Regions from separate parts of the Macaca mulatta genome. Here region 2 is linked to region 1. The links are chromatin contacts, called in public Hi-C maps. All regions are on one chromosome and are shown on one strand. Each heading gives the region's core, a stretch centred on a gene start, on an enhancer-like site or on the middle of the called end of the contact. The rest is flanking DNA. Distances are from core to core; before and after follow the strand shown. Region 1 holds the start of RELL1 (RELT like 1). Region 2 holds the start of PGM2 (phosphoglucomutase 2).

Region 1 (2,827 bases), core at 247-2,746:
AGCTTCCGTCACCGGCAATTCCCACATCAACGCAATGTTTGTAATAATAGTCTCGCAGACTGCGTGGAGGGCTCGGTGAGAGAATAAATAGTTCTTTGAAAACTAGAGGCTATCAGTCACCTCAAGGATGAGACCCATCCTGTGAAAACCCACAGCCCCCATGCACCCCCTTTTCTTGCTGGTGTTGAGTATTTGCTCAAGTCCTGCCCTCATTTCCTTCAACCAAATGCTTGATGGCCCAGTAACAACAGTCCCTACAGGGCAGTAAAGAGGAACTATTCAGAGAGCGCCTCTGAGTCCTATCAATGCTTGTGAAGATGATTCAACATCAAAAAACACTTCTGACCTCTTAGCGTGTGCTGTCTGTCCTCCATCTAGGCGCTGAGGGCACAGCAGCGAGCAAACACAATGACAATGAGATAATTACAATTTATCATGGTGGCCCAGACATTGTGGGTTTACTCCCTGGCCTCTAATAGTCACCTCGCAGAGCTGATGTGAGGATGTGAGGAGATAATAAGTACCTGGGCACCTAAAGATCTACTTTGCAGGAGTATGCGCAAGGTGCAATACAGGAACACGATTTTAAACAAAGGTGTTGCTCCTGAAAATACATAGAGGTATCTTCCCCATAGGAGCAGCTTAAATGCAAACAGAGGAAGAAATTTAAGTTATTTATCTTTTCTGCTAGTTTTCAAACAACAGAACGTGACGTCCAGCACAGCATTACTCCCTAGACCTGCAACCGAGGGGAATGCTAGCTGGATAGACATGCCAACAGCGAAAAAAGACTGGGCTCACTCCAGTGCTGGCCGCTTCTGGCTGTCCAGTGCTTCTCGGGGCGAGCTCCGTCTTTCTCTTCCCACGCCCGCCTAGTCCCAGCTCCGGAGGAAGGTTGCACCCGGGCGACCCTTCCCCAGCCCCGGGCTCCCGCGTAATCACCGCCGGGCTTGGAAAGGAAGCGGGCGTAGCAAGTAGAGGCAGGGCCGGGCCACGGTGGGCGGGGCACTAGGGCGGGGCTATAGCCTAACTGCACCGCCCAGGCTGCTGCTGGGTTTGGAAAGGAAGCGGGAGTGGTAGGGAGAGGAGGGGTCAGGCTGAGCTGTGGGCGGGGAAACGGGCGGGGCCATGGATGGAACACGTGCCTTCTTAGGTGGAGTCCGGGGCGCGGCAAGGAGAGGCGGGGCCAAGCTGAGGTGGGTGGAGAAACGGGGCGTGTTCATGGCCTAGCTGCGCCGCAGATGCTGCTGCCTGGTTTGGAAAGGAAGCGGGATTGGCAGGGAGAGGCGGGATCAGGCTGAGGTGGGCGGGGAGTCGGGGGCGGAGCCATGAGTGGGCCTCGTGCCGTCTTAGGTGGAGCTCGGGGCGCGCGGGAAGAGGCGGGACCCAGCCGAGGTGGGTGTGGTGTGTTGGGGCGGGGCCATGGTGGGCGGGGAGGGGCGGGGCCATGGCGGGGCGGGGTTCGCCGCTCCCTGGGGCCGAGCCCAGCCACTCGATCAGCCCGCCGGCTCCGGAGCGGCTCTGCCTTCCCGAGCGCCGGACGCGGCGCCCTGGGGAAGGAGGGCGAAGCGACGCGGCGATGGCTCTGCGGGCACTCCCGGGGTCCGCCGTCCTAGCCGCTGCTGTCTTCGTGGGAGGCGCCGTGAGTTCGCCGCTGGTGGCTCCGGGTGAGTGTCCGGTAGGAGCCGGGGCGCCGGGTGCTGAATCGGTTCCCGGGAGCGCGGAAGGAAGCGAGGGGGTCGGGACGGCAGCCCTGCGGCGCTCCGAGGAGCCTGCTTTCTCGCACAGCCTCGGGATCCTGGCGCTGAACAACTGGCTGTCCCGGGGCGGTCCGGGCAGGGCGCGGTGCGTGGCAACGGCTCTCGTCCCTCCCCTCCCGCCGGCCCCGCTCCCGCCTTCCCTCCCCGGGGCCTCCGCCGAGGGTCTGTGTCCCCCAGCCCTGAGCTGTGCGGGGCGTAGGGACCAGGGCTTCCTCGGGGGCGCTTCCTTCACGGCCGCGCGCCTCGGAACCCCGCGGACCCCTTTCCCACCGCCCTTGTCCTCAAAGGCTCCGGGAGCGGAAGATCGTGACAGAGAGCACCGGGTGCGCTGTCGGCGCCTCCTTCTCCCTTTTAAATACCTTAAAATATCCTAAAACCTAGAGGACTTGAATCTCTTTCCAAGTTTCCATTTATTTTGGTAGTTGATGGATTCTTGTAACAGGTCAAGGAGTTCACATTTCTTCCCATATATCCTGTAGAAATCAGGCTCGGAAAAAGGGAAGGCGCGTTGGTAAACTTAAATATTTTTCTTCTTTGTGTTGATTCCTGTCGTCACAAAAGGAACCTTGTGTGGTCAGGGCAGGAAGCCACCAGCAGAGATGCTAAAGTGTCACCAACGATGAAGCAGTTTTTAATTGAAATCAATCTTAAGAGGAGGTATAAGTTTTATGGAAGTCCTATGTCATATCCTTGCTTTTATAACTGCAGACACTAGGGATTCCTTACCACCGCTTCTCCTCTTAATTGCCACCTAACAGCCTCAGTTAAAAAAAAAAACAAAAAAAACCCACAGACCTGCTTGGCCGTTTGGGGTTACTACAGATTGGAGTCTGACGTCAGCAAGCTCTTCCAAGCTTGATTTCAGGGGTGGCTCCTCTTCAGGTCCAAATAATAAGCAACTAGAAGCCTTTCAACAGTGACTGTCTCCTCCATAAACATCCATAAACTCTTCCTCCTGAGAACATTTCGGTCGCTTAAAACTTTTACACTGACTTAGCAGTTTGGCCTTCACTTTTTCATAGAAACCAGAGCAGGTTTGGAAGGGAACGAGATAGGTAGTATTGTCT
Region 2 (2,837 bases), core at 270-2,769, 140 kb before region 1:
CTGACTTCAAAACAATTCTGTACTCTACAAATTGCAAGTTATCAGAAATGGAAACATTTTTCTTCCCTTGAGAATCACAAGGTTATCTTCCGAGGAAAAGAAAAACGCCCCCAGGGAGTTGCCAAGAGTATCCTGGAAATGGGATTTGCTAACATTTTATTTGTAGGGGCCGGAGAATGGTAAATAAAGACAAAGACCTGACCCCTACTGACCTTGTAATCTGCTTTGTTCATTCAAGTATTTCAGTGACCTACTAGGCGTCATGCACTATGCCTATGCCAGGCACTACAAACCAAGGTAGTGAGAACAGAGAGGCCTGGCCACATAATCTATGGAGGTCCAGTGCACAATGAAAATGGGTGACCTCTTTTTTTACCATTAAGATTTTCAAGACAGGACAGCAGGACATTAAAACAACAGTGGGCCCTTCCAGGAGCGGGAGTCCTGTGAGACTGCAGGGGTCTCTCGCCCCTGAAGTCGGCCCTGGAGACAGACATTAAACAAACCCACAAACAAGTGTTTTTGGAGTTTTTTGTTTTTACCATTTGTAGTAAGAGCTAGAAAGGAAAATGACAGGCCGTTTAGAATGAATATTAGGGAGAAATAATTTACACTTCGGAGCCAAGGAAGGACTCTCTACGTAAGCCACATTTAAGTTCAGGCACAAAATGAGTCACAACGGGAGAAACAAGTTCGGCAGAGGAGAGCAGCGAGGGACATTCCGAGAAAACCGAACAGCAAGCAGGAGAACAGGTAGAAAGGGCGAGACGCAAGTTAGAGAGGAGAGAGGGAGTGATGTCCAGAGCTGGGTTCCTGATTCTCTCTAAGAAAAGGAATGAAGAGACAGAAAACCGTGCTGTGTCCAAAGGGTTCCTCCTCTGCAGTCAAAGTTCTAAGGGGTACTCCTGAAGCCAGGCGGGCCCACCCAGGAGGATCCTTGGTTTGTAACCAAGCCCTCGGGATGGGAGGACCGGACCACAACGCTGCTCAGCAAAGGTCTCAGCGGCCAAAGGAATAGGCGGGACGGAGCGATTATGGGTCCATGGGGATGCACAGCAGACCACGGACCACGAGCCAGCTGTCTGAGTGACAGGCGTGCGTCCCTCAGCTAGACAGCGTCCAGGGTCTGGCCGCGCTTAGACCACCCTGGCTCTCTCCTCTACTCCAAACTTGCAGTCCGGCCGGCCGGATGGCTGGTTTCGTCCGGGAATAAGCTTTCCCGGCCTAACTCCGAACGTGCCACATGCCTGCCAGGCCGAAGGAGGCCTAGCAGCGGCCGCACCCTCCTCCTGGGTCTTCCCGGGAGATAAGCGGGGTGCACGGGGCGGGAAGGCAGCTCAGGCGGGGTACGCAGCGCCGCGCCTGGGGAGGGCGGAGCACCCGGCCCCGCTCCGGGCGCTCCCCGCCTGCTGACGCCCCTCACCTTGTCCCAGCGCAGCCACTGGGCCGTCTCCCGGTCCAGCCGGGCGTCCTCGCCTAGACCGCCGCCTTCTGAGGCCGCCATCGCTGAGCTTGCGCTGCCGCGGCGGAGGGAAGTAGGCGGCAAGGTCACTCTTCCGGCCCGGCCCCAAGAGGTGGAGGCGGAGGCAGGGGCGGGGAGAGCCGCGGCGGAGCCAGCCGGTCCTTGGGAAAGTGACGCGCGCCGCGACAGGCACGCCTCCTTGCCTTTTGTGGGTGTGCCACGGGGGGTGGGAGTGAGCGCGGAGGAATTGCGCGGCTGGGGTGAGTTGCTGGAACCTGGCACGAATGAAAGGCTTTGCCTTGGTCTCTGATGCAGCCAGGTTACAGCCAGCCGTGAGTTCCTGCTGCGCGCCAGGCACATGTCAGATGCTGGGATACCAGGAAGTGCACCCAGATAGGGGCCTGAAGATTATGTAGAAATTCAGAAGGTCAAGAACAGCCAGAAAAAAATATTGAAAAAGAAAAACAAAGTGGGAAGACCAGTGGAATATACGATAGAGACCAGAAACAAAAATACACGTGTATGGACAATTTATTTCAGAGGCGGGGCTGCAGAGCACAGGAGGAAACTATTTTTAGGTAATGGTGCTGGGTCAACGGGATATCTACGTAGGGAAAAGAAAAAGAGAAATTGGCCCCCTACCTCTCATCACACACAGCTCTGAATTCCAGATCAATTGTAGCTCTAAGTGTGAAAGGTAGCGTGAAACTTATGGAAACTAACATAGGAGCACATCTTCCTGACGCTGGTATCACCAAGCCATAAAGAAGATGCATACCCATAAGCATAAAAAGGCACGTGCAGGAATATTTCTAGCAGCATTATTTGTAAAAGCCTCAAACTGGAAACAACCCAGATGACCATCGACAATACAATGGATAAATACTTGGTAGTATATCCATACCAACTCATATAAATAAATCATGGCACATTGATACAGCAGTGCAAGTGAACTACTGTTATACACAACATCATGAATGAATCTCACAAACACTGAGTGACGGAGTTCAAAAACCCGCCTCCCCACCCCCAAATACTGGATCATTCATCTGTAGTCCCAGCTACTTGGTGATGGGGGAGCTGGAGGGAGTCCTGAGGAGGGAGGATCGCTTGAGCCTGGGAGGTCGAGGCTGCAGTAAGCTCTGATTATGCCGCTGTTCTCCAGCCTGGGAGACAGAGGGAGACCCTGAAAAAAAAAAAAAAACCAACCGAAATATATAAAATTATAGGGAGAGGGAACAAATCAGTGATTTTCAAGAGCTGGGGGTGGGGGGAGGGGTTGGCTACCAAGGGCACAACGGAATTTGAGGGAGTTGTGGAACTGTCCCGTATCTTGATTGAGTTCGGGGTTTACGTTTATCAAAACTCATAGAAC

The links. A called contact is a pair of places that touch in the nucleus more often than the background predicts.
Region 2: a Hi-C map of fetal cortical plate shows a contact between it and region 1, with 2.0 times the contacts expected there. The contact joins the promoter of PGM2 here to the promoter of RELL1 in region 1. A contact is called at or near these places in 2 of 14 Hi-C or Micro-C datasets (fetal cortex germinal zone and fetal cortical plate).

What each region holds. Positions count from the first base shown.
Region 1 is chr5:36,908,174-36,911,000 of T2T-MMU8v2.0, reverse strand. RELL1 (RELT like 1) reads left to right here and starts at 1,496. Exons shown (of 7, transcript NM_001193775.2): 1 at 1,496-1,667. The coding sequence starts at 1,580.
Region 2 is chr5:37,050,540-37,053,376 of T2T-MMU8v2.0, reverse strand. It overlaps PGM2 (phosphoglucomutase 2), which reads right to left and starts at 1,519. Exons shown (of 14, transcript XM_015138198.3): 1 at 1,424-1,519. The coding sequence starts at 1,504.